Linked DNA regions of Mus musculus: regions 1 and 3 are each linked to region 2. Evidence: chromatin contacts called from public Hi-C data. All regions are on one chromosome and are shown on one strand. Each heading gives the region's core, a stretch centred on a gene start, on an enhancer-like site or on the middle of the called end of the contact. The rest is flanking DNA. Distances are from core to core; before and after follow the strand shown. Region 1 overlaps Foxp2 (forkhead box P2). Region 2 holds the start of Mdfic (MyoD family inhibitor domain containing). Region 3 has its middle 260 kb from the start of Gm36406.

What was found. A called contact is a pair of places that touch in the nucleus more often than the background predicts.
Region 1: a contact with region 2 is called in a Hi-C map of muscle stem cells, with 2.0 times the contacts expected there. The contact joins the enhancer-like site here to the promoter of Mdfic in region 2. A contact is called at or near these places in 3 of 39 promoter capture datasets (the 3T3-L1 cell line, liver and pre-B cells), 1 of 484 Hi-C or Micro-C datasets (muscle stem cells), 1 of 115 datasets of contacts at active chromatin or transcription factors (bone marrow-derived macrophages) and 1 of 9 other capture datasets (pancreatic islet).
Region 3: a contact with region 2 is called in a Hi-C map of neural progenitor cells, with 3 times the contacts expected there. The contact joins the enhancer-like site here to the promoter of Mdfic in region 2. A contact is called at or near these places in 4 of 39 promoter capture datasets (frontonasal cranial neural crest, hippocampal neurons, liver and 1 more), 2 of 484 Hi-C or Micro-C datasets (neural progenitor cells and uterus) and 2 of 115 datasets of contacts at active chromatin or transcription factors (bone marrow-derived dendritic cells and neural progenitor cells).

What each region holds. Positions count from the first base shown.
Region 1 is chr6:15,439,633-15,442,945 of GRCm38.p6, forward strand. Foxp2 (forkhead box P2) reads left to right here. Exons shown (of 19, transcript NM_053242.4): 19 at 1-2,345. Among named protein-coding and RNA genes, the nearest start is that of Gm36352, 200 kb to the right of the region's middle. Within about 2 kb of position 1,814, at least 4 of the 459 cell types and tissues checked have an H3K27ac peak or open chromatin away from gene starts, as enhancers often do. A contact at or near this core is called in muscle stem cells, where this site is marked.
Region 2 is chr6:15,719,403-15,722,882 of GRCm38.p6, forward strand. Mdfic (MyoD family inhibitor domain containing) reads left to right here and starts at 1,259. Exons shown (of 5, transcript NM_175088.5): 1 at 1,259-1,561; 2 at 1,785-1,962. The coding sequence starts at 1,869.
Region 3 is chr6:16,211,893-16,215,392 of GRCm38.p6, forward strand. No RefSeq gene overlaps it. Among named protein-coding and RNA genes, the nearest start is that of Gm36406, 260 kb to the right of the region's middle. Within about 2 kb of position 2,014, at least 21 of the 459 cell types and tissues checked have an H3K27ac peak or open chromatin away from gene starts, as enhancers often do. A contact at or near this core is called in neural progenitor cells, where this site is marked.

The DNA of each region.
Region 1 (3,313 bases), core at 564-3,063, 280 kb before region 2:
ACACTCCCTTCAAAGACTTGTGCAGGCCAAATTGTTGGAATGCTGATTTTCTTGACAACTCTAAACCCCAAAACTATGATAAGACGTTATGGTGTAGTTGAAGATAGCATAGTCAGATGTTTGCTTAAAACCTAGAGACTTTATGTGTTGCTTTTCATGTGCTGTGCCAAGTCTTGATAATACTTTTTCCCCCAACCAAGGGACCTCATAACCTGATTATGGTTATTGCTTTACAAACAGTTTTGACAGAAGGTGGCTGCTAGAGCTTAACAAATGTCCCGGTTCCATGTGATGGAGCCGGTTCTTGCAAACTAAGCTCAATGTTTATCCTTTGCTGAAGTCAGCAAATAGAGTTAGAGAGATACCCAGTCATCTATCACACCAAATAAAAGGACATAACGGCTTTCAAAGGGTTTTCCCACTTACCCAAAAGGCTTTCTGAAAGCTTCTACCTCTGCAAAAAAGAAAAAAGAAAAAAAAAAAAAAAAAGAAAAAAAGGAAAAAAAAACACAAGAAAAAAAAAGAGAAAAAAGTTAGAACAATTACGGCAGATTGCATGAAACATGAGAACGTCACAGTACCTGCTACTTTTCATTATGTTTGTCTTTGGGTCATGATCAACGAACCGGAAGTTATTGATGTGGTATCAAAGGAGAGATTGGTATTCGGAAGGATGGTTCTCTGATGTCTAGGATACTGCTGTAGGGATAATCTGAAAGGGAAACAAGTCTTTCGGGTGCATGTTCAAAAAGCTCTGATGGACTGGAAGTAACTTGGAGAGTTGTTCCATCGGGAGGGTGGCCTAAGACTACAATGCTAAAGTATGCATACCTCAGTTTCAAAACTTTTGAAAGGAAGTCTCAGCCACAGAATGCATATACCTGTAGAGTTTTGCATGGGTTTTATATGAATACAATTTTAAAAAATAGCTGCTTGCACATTATACCAGAAAAACCTCCAAAACTGCAATTGCTTTGAAAATAGATTTTAGGTTTTTTGGAGTTTTCTGAAATGCTTGGTCTGTATTTTGATAATTGTGCATATTATGTAAAAATGTTGGTGGACCCATAAATGACCAGACTTTTTCTAAGAAAAATGTTGCTTTAATGCATTTCATGGATTTTTACTCTTCTATCATTGCTTGCTAGTAATAGCAAACCTGCTTTTCTGCATCTGCTTTGCGTAGCTATTGTAAGGCTTTGAACTAATGTATGTATTTATTGCTTGAACTTCTGTGCATACCTTATAAAGCATAATGTCTGACAATTTAAATGGCTCATGTATTCTTGCTTCTACCATAAGCTGATTATGGGGACTATGATCTTTTGTATACAGCAAATTTTAACTGTAGCACAAACATCTGTTTATGTATTGGTGGGATATACCTGTTTTATTTATCTTCTTTGAGGTAAACTAATTTTTGATACTTTTCATTACTGTGTACTATGTTCATACTTTGAATTCTCTGACGTTAGAAGTCATGGTTGAGAATTGTAACAGCTGTTATTTGTTCTGTATTCATGGCTTTCACTGCTGAATAAAATAAAGGACCAAACCTAGGATTTGAAAGAAAACTGCCTACCTCTAACACCAGGGAGTTACCAGATTCTAGTTTACATCATTTTAGTCTACAAAGACACAATTGCTTAAACCTAGTGGGCTTAAGACTTATATTCTATGTGTTGGATTCATGGCACCGTTGTATTGTTTGAAAATCAATTAAAATTTCATGTGACTGTTACAAGTATTTGGTAGAATTACCACTAACTGGCTTTTCTTCAGATGAGTCAGATAAAGAGAATCGTCATCAGCATTCTGTGTCTACAGCTGCTTGACTTCATAGGAATGCATTGCTGTGTGATTAGGGAATCGAAGAACAGCCAGCTAGGAATGGAGCTACAGAAGTTCACTTAAAACAAATGGTCCTGGACTTTAATGTCCCTGGGCAGATTCAGTTGCAACATCCAATAGACTATTTTGTAAAGTTTTGAAATTGGGCCTTTACATTTTTTTGAGAATTTGTAAGACCTCCTACTACTCGTGTTAATACTAACACACTCCTGGACAGCAACATCACTGGCGTATTAGTTATTGACAAAACCTTACTCTTGTTGCTTCATTCATTCACGTTGCAATGAAAGGGGCTTTCCCCCTCTCCGTCTAAGAACACTTGATTAATCTTACTTAACAGAAAAGAGGGGTGTACATTTTTCTTTAGAATTAATGTATGAACAGTGTCTCACTTCTGCTGGATGTAAAAAAAAATGTATATGAAACCATTTCATTCAGTTGGTTACATTTCTGAAGTACAAATAAAAAAAGATCTAAGTCTTTTTGACCCATTTATAACCACTAGGATTGTATTCTGTCTGAGAGATCATTCTTCCATACTAGAGACAAGTCATAAAGTTGTGTGCCCATGCCCTGCAGTTTGTTTCAATATAAACTCCTAGGAACTGAGGAATCCTAGAATAGATCATACCCAAAGGTAGCCAATAAAAGTTTTAGCTGTTTGACAGATACATCCATTAAGAATTATCCTCGGGTTCAAATGTGTTCTCTAGTAGTCTTTGTTGTTTACTTTCCTGTTTTATTCTAATAGACCTCAGGGTTGTTAATGTCAAATCTCAAAACATAAAGAGATGAGCATTTCTTTTTTTGTTTCATAAACCCTATGTACATGAGCATGCATGTGCATGCGCGCGCACACACACACATACACACACACACAGATTGATCACACTCATGACATATGATCACAATTTAGAAAATGCACAGAAATAATGAACACAAGTTTCCAATAGTTCTGTAAGATGCTGGGGATAAATACAAGACCTTTTTAGAGGAAAACCCCAGAAACATACGAACTCAGCAGAGAAAAGTTTGGAAAGTAAAATGGAACATAATGTGTTGAGTATATTTTTATTTTATGTATAATTTAATACTTTCTGTCATCCCAGTGAAAGGGTAACTTAACTGACAAGCTGTTCACAGGATAAGAATTGTTTCAAACTAAACTTGAATGTGAGATACATTTTCTTGAACCTTAAAACTCATTTTTTTTTCATATTGATTAGTTGGAAGTAAATGGATATTAACTTTCCCTGTCCAGTGTATTCTGTTAAATGACTAATGATGATATAATAAGAGTAAAGTGCTGGGGCTTTCTATATTTTAATACATAGAACATTACTGAGAGATTAAAACTAACAGTATAAAAAAGAAGCAAGGCTGATTTGGCAAATACTTTGTATTTAGCTCTATGTTCAAACTCATGTTATCTTACAGATACACACACACTATGCTGCAGAGA
Region 2 (3,480 bases), core at 9-2,508:
ACATGGGCCCCACCAAGACACCCCCTTCCCCACACCCCACCAGCTAGAACATATCTTTATAGCTCTTTCTCTTTTTATGATCACAACAGTAGGTTCTATGTAGTCCAGACTCTTGACACGTTCTTAAGAGACTTAAGGCACTTTTTACAATGTCATCTATGAATCTACAAATTTTATTTAAAAACGGGGCCATATCTATTAGCTATAGGTCACCGAGAAAAATGCCATTTTCTATGGAATCCAAATACCTGCCTTCAGAACCTTTGAAGATTGATTTCTCGGAGTAGTTGAAATCAAGTTCTTGTTTCTTTAGAGGTAAGAAATAGACCTTTTCCGTCAGTTGAAAAGAACTTGAATGGTCACTTTTTGAAGATAAACATTCCTGATGTATTATTAGTAATGATGGGGGTGAGTGAGAAGGAGAAACCATTAAGTTTCTTCAGTTTTGATATGCACCTCCACTGAACTCTGCATTTCACTCAAACAAAGAACAAAAATTAACCAGATGTATAAAAGTTCTTAACAGCCCGTTACACTTGCTCTTGGCCCTTTAGAGTCTGCCACAGTCAGAACATTTCATTTAAAAAGCCACCGACAATGAACCTTTTACGTCTGAGCACAGTTTAGCTTCCCGCAGACGTCACACGGTCAGAGAGGCACTCAGCCTGGGGTAGGACAGATGTGCTCAAGAATGTTCACCTTGCACTCCTGGGTGGCTCTGTGCAACTGGTTTAACCAGATCAGGAATCCTGTCTGACAGAAGTAAAGTAATAAAAAAGAAAAAGATGAAGAGATTAGACAAGTACTTGGGACCTGTGAACAAGGTTTTAAATACACATTTATGTCTTCATAGTACCAGGAAAGTCAGTGTGTGTGTTTGAACACACATGTACATTCATCACACACACACACACACACACACACACACACACACACACACACACACACCCTTCCCTGTTTTCAAAGGTCGCTTCCCTGGGGCATTCCTCAAGATTATTTAATAGTCTATCGAAGGGCAGGATTGAAAGTGGTTTGAGGGGGACTTTCCCAGAAAGGTTGAAGATGTTTGAGCTGCCAAGGTTAGCTCCCTCCCTGTTTTCCCTAACCTTGGTGGGCCTGGGCTAGGGAGCCTGCATCTGGCCTGTCCAGCTCTGGCCTCCTGACCCAGACAGCTCCCTCGCAAGGGAGCTCAGGGCCAAACCTAGGTCGCGCCGCCCCCAACCTCGGGGCTGTCTGCCAAGAGTTCGAGGCCACCCCAATCCGGATATGATGAAAGGGAGCCACAGAGAGAGAAGTGTTTGAAGAGTGTAGGAGTGGCAGCGCGAGGGTGAAAGAGACGCACAAGTGGATCCTAAAGTCCTTCCCGGAGGAGAGGGGCTGCCCGGAGGGAAGGGACGGAGTGCGCGGAGTCAGCGCGGGCGGCTGCCACTGTCGCTGCCACTCCCGGGGCCGGAGGGACGTGGTCAGGCTGCCAGGGCGTGATGGGGCCGCGGCCAGAGCCTCGCTGACTACCGGTGGCGGGAGGAAGGGACCCGGAACAGCCCACGGGGGGGATGCCAAGGTAGGTGGAGGTCCCTTAGGTCGCTCTGCCGCCGAGTCCCCGCGCGTCCCCTCCCAGCGCGCGCGTCCCGTTCGCAGCGTCCCCCCAGGCTGCTTTCAAATCCTAACTTCCCTGGGGTGGAGTTGGAGGAGGGACGCGGAGGGGGAGGGAATGGCCCAGGCATTGCGGCGTGCTGTGCTCTAAAAACAGTTGATCCTGCTGTCCCTTTTGCTTTTCCCGCCAGAGGCAGGCCGTTTCCTGCACCCAGCACCTAAGCAGCTGGGGTCCGTGCACCCCGCGGGGACGGCTCTGGCTCGGAGCGTGGCCCATGTCCTGCGCGGGTGAAGCCCTCGCTCCCGGGCCCGCGGAGCAGCAGTGCCCGGTCGAGGCGGGCGGCGGCCGGCTGGGCTCCCCGGCCCACGGTGAGTAACAAGTACTTGCGAGTTGCGAGTTTCTGGGACGTGCTTGCACACTTAGGGATGGGTGGTGGTGGTGGTGGGAGTGGGGAACTGCGAGGATGGGCTTCAACTTCGGAATTGTGAACTTTTGCACACTTATGTTACTTAAACAAGTCTGCCAGAGGATCACTGCCCCAGATCAACAACCGGATAGGAGGGCGGGATCCCTGGCCCCTCTATTCCCTTTTCTTGCTAGAAACTGGTTGACTAGATGGCTTCTACCTTCTGCCTAAGCACTTCTTGGCCTGGGACTCAGGAGGGGTGTGAAGTCTCCAACCCTTGTCTAGTACTCTTAAGTTCTTATGTTCTTTTCTCATGCAGGGCAGTCTCTGCTCTCTGAGCTAGCGTGGGCTCTCCTCATCTTTCTGGTTCTTGTGGGGTACTCTGACCCCCAGGTTAAGCATCCAGGTTTCTGAGACCAGTTTCTTTTGGAATGGCTCGTGCATATGTTTTCAATAACGTTTGTTTTGGAATAAACACGTTCCAAGAATGAATTAACTCTTTTGAGTTCTTCCAAAGGGAAAACAAAATCGTTTGCTTCTGGGAAGCTTCCATAACCACATTTTAAAATTCTTTGAAGGTAATAGACTTCAGGTGCTCTTTGGTGGCAGAACCAGACTCTCACCATTTCTCTTCCCTTTTCCAGTAAGGACAATTCCAATGAGGACAGTTCTGACTGGCAGACACCAGATAACTTTCCAGCTCTCCAAAACTCTTGATTTTAAGCATGTCTAAAATCTTGTCTCCCAGTACCCAAATATATACTGCCTTAAGTTTCTTTCTTCTCTTTTTAATTCGGGGGGTGGGGGGTGGGGAGGGGGGGGAGGAAAGGAGTTGCTGTTCTAACCAGAGTAGATAGTAGCAGAAAACATCCAAGCGTAAATTGAAATGTTATGTTTATCATTTCGATTTAGAAGAGTGACTCATTTCTTTTCCTAAACAGAGAGAATCCAAGTGATTAGCTGTAGAGAAGAACCAGATTGATAAACACGTTTTCTCAGAAGCAGCCCGTCTTACACACACTGCATTGTCAACATTGTCATCTCCCTGCCATTAGCCATGCCCGCCCACCCTCCACAGTCATAGCCACTCGTCGATAGGCTCTTTATACTCCCACTTCAGTCATTAATCACTCCTGGTAAACAATGCTTACGCCAAAAATCAACTGCAAACACTCCAGGTAAAACTATTGGGCCGGGTGTGGTTGTGCACGCCTTTAATCCCAGCACTTGGGAGGCAGAGGCAGGCGGATTTCTGAGTTCGAGGCCAGCCTGGTCTACAAAGTGAGTTCCAGGACAGCCAGGGCTATACAGAGAAACCCTGTCTCGAAAAACCAAAAAAAAAAAAAAAAAAAAAAAAAAAAAAAACCAAAAAAAAAAAAATTGGATTTGGAAATAGCCAATACGCACAAAATCTAGTGTTAACGCTAGGGATGGTTAAAATCTCCTGGAAGAACTTGTCATGGTACCTCCTGTGTACAAA
Region 3 (3,500 bases), core at 764-3,263, 490 kb after region 2:
AAGCTTAGGCTTCCAGTTGAAGCTGTACCAAAAACGGTCCAGGGCCACTTGGCTTGCCACCCATCTCAGGGCAATCACACATAGCAGGATCTGAGCAGCTGTTGGATTTGAGGTGAAGTTAGATGTTTGTAAAACATAGTATTTGGTGAAATTTATAACAAAAGTCTTCAAACTTGGCCAGTTTGATAGCAGACAGCATGTTCCCGGAAGCTTACACCTAAGTATTGTTTTGGTTTGTTTGTTTGTTTGTTTTGTGTTTCTCCAACATATCTGTGAGCCCTTGCTAATCACTCAGTTAGCATCTGTGGCACATTGGTCAGACTCTGTAGCCTGTACTTGCAGATCTCTGACTAAAATCAAGTCAGCCTGGTCCAAAAATGCCTCTGAAAATTCTCTGTGGCTTAGGAGGGGAAGAGAAAGCAGATGATTGGGGTGATTTACATAAATTCAATATGTTAATGAGTCATTCTTATCTAGTTAGTATAAAAGACTAAGAAAATCCACCTGACAAAATAGCCTAGCAACAATTTTTGCTTTTTTTTTATGAAATAAAATAATTCTAACCCAATAGCAGATAACTTTAGGAAGAAAATATGCTCAATTGCACTAAAATTACAATAGCATGGTATTCCATTAAATTCTGTCTTTCCATTTGACCTTTAAACACAGATATTTTGTATAATAATAATGCTCATATCTTATTTTCTATGATTGCCAGTCAGGGTTTCAGAAGAAAATAGACAACACACCAAAATTAGGAAAGTTAAAAATTATCATTCACTAGGAGATCTAAGTGCAGGAGATCTGCTATACTGTATGGTGACTAAAACTAAGGATAATATTAGTCTTGAAAAGTGCTAAGACAATAGATGTAAAGTATTTTATCACAGAACTGTTGCTATGTGAGATAATGCATGTTTAATTAGCTGTTCAACGGTGTTTAGCTACTTCAAAACATCATGTTGTGCTTGAAAAATGTAGAAAAAAATGTAGACTTTATTGTTTACTCATTTTAATCATAAGCAAATTTGGAAAGGACAACACCTTAGAAAAGGATGATTTCTAAAAACATAGGTAGTAACTAAGGAAACCCAGAAGGTAGTATAGATGCCTAGAAAAAGGTCCTAGTCCAGTCCTGGGGCTGAAGGAGCAAAGGCCAATCCAGACATGAAAAGTGCTCTATACAGAGTGTGAGTGGCAGAAATCCCCATTGTCAGCTGAAGAGCTGGTTCAGGCTTCCGTGATCTTGCAAAGAGAAAATGTAGAGGGGCACCCAAGCCCCGCTCCCCCTTTCATTGTGTGATGCCAGTGTTTCCCGTTGTTAGGAGCAAAGGAATGCACCCTTGTTAATGAAGGCTGTGCTGGCCGGGCACACAGCAGAGCGGATGTGCACCTGTTTGTACTATATTTCATCAACTTGGCATGTTTGTCCTTGCCTAATTACTCTCCTATTACAGAGAATGCTCCTGTTAAAAATAAATGAGCAGCAGTTTTATCAACATGTTGCTTTACTAGTCTTTTTTTTTAATCTGAATAATTCATAAGGTAGAGCCCAACAAGTATATGATTGCTCTGGGGAAAAGAATAGTTTCATCGGAGAAACATCTGTTTTCCCAATTTTGTTTCTATGCCATTTTTACAGTGCTTCAGGTGTGATTTATCAAAAACTATACAAAAGTGTATATGCCGACTTGCTTTTAGTTTTCTTAGAATATATTTGCCTCAAAAGCATCATTACAATAAGTAGTAGAGAGTACAGCTGTATCTTTTAGAGATGAAGAAACCAAAGCTAGGTAACGTTACTGACTTGGGTGATGTCATGTGAAGAGTTGAAACAGAATCAAAGGTAGCGTAGCTGATGTTGTTTAGGCTACAGGCTATGCTGCTGTAAAAGTTCCTCCCTGTGATGGATCCCTCCTCATTCAAAATTCACTTCACATCCCCCACACTGCAGACAGATGAAGCAGGAGCAGGGAGGAGCAAGAAACTTCTGTTTCCCAGCTGCAACCACAAGTTTCACATATGGAATCCACTCCTATCCAAATAGCTCATCTGAATCATACGCTCTCGTGAGGATGGCTAGGAGTGTTCTACCAGAACACTGCAGTTCTACAAGAATTATCAGTTCCATCAAAGGCAGTGCGATGGAATGAATGTTGAGGGCAATCAAGTCCCTTTCATGGCACCTCCCTCTGCTCACTCAACTAGCAATAAACATAAAACTCTATCACCTTCACTGAGGGGAAATGTGGTCGCTTGTGTTGTACGATGCATGTGCTAGAGGAAGCACAGGACTCTCCAGTACAGGCAGTGACTCTGTGAGCACCTACAGTTCTAGGACTTAAAAATAAAGCACATGATATACGATGATGAGTCGAAGTAATACAATTGCAACCTAAACTCGGGGGGCGGGAGGAAGAAGCCACTATATGCCCCTGATTATAAATCCCTAAGACATTAAGTAAACTTCCTGTGTGAGCCCACCTGTTGGCTATGGTCCTGGAAATAATTCCTCTATCCATTATTTTCAGAAGTCTCGCTTTTGGCCTTTTCCAAAATTTTCTCTGCGACCACACCAATGCCATGGCTGATGAATAGCCCTGACACAGCCTTATATTGCTTGAATAAAATCTATGAAGATAGGTTGTTTTAGAGGTTCAGCCACAGCATACAGGAGTAAGCCATGCTAGAGGCAAGTAATGCTTTCTTTCGGGAATTTGTTTGCTCTCCGTTCCATTGAATTCTATAGTCGGAAAGTGCACTGGGGAGAGATTGTGACTTAACCTCTTGCCACGATTTGGGCCTGATAATAGCCTTAATGCTGTCTCAGTTTCTCTGAAAGCAGCAAAATTTGATTTGGCTTGTGGATAAAGTTCAGAAATTGTTATATCTAGATGGGGAGAAAGGATTGTAGAGAGAAATGAGAAGTCTCTGCAGCCATCTCTTTACTGAATGCCTTAAGAACGACCCCCTGGGGGGTTTTACATTATTTTTCTGTTTTACATTTGTGTATTTATTGTGAGTGTGTGCAAGAGTAGCTTTGCACATGGAAGGTGGGGACAATTTGCAGGCATATGCTCTCTCTTTCCACTACATGGATTCTCTAGAGATCAGCAAACCTGGGCTGTTAGGTTAAAAGTAAGTACCTTCACCCACTGAGCTCAGGCGCAATCTTGATGTTTGAGAACTATAAAGAAGAGAAAACTGAGAGCCAAAGTTGAAAAGGGGAGCAGCCTTCTGGAGGGTAGGGGCAGCAGAGTGTGAGCAGATATTTACTTCTAAATTTTCCCTTCGGCCAAAATAGCTGTGAACCAAGTTGCTGAATTATAGATCTGGACGAAATTTCAGACACAGTCTTGCTTTTAATTTAGAGTGCATTGAAAGCACCCAGGGACATGTTTGCTCCATTTAGCCTTTTCTGTCTCTGAATGGGGAATCTCATGCTTCTTCCAAGCAATATTTGTTATCATTTAACTCTGACACGGGGTCATGTGATCCCC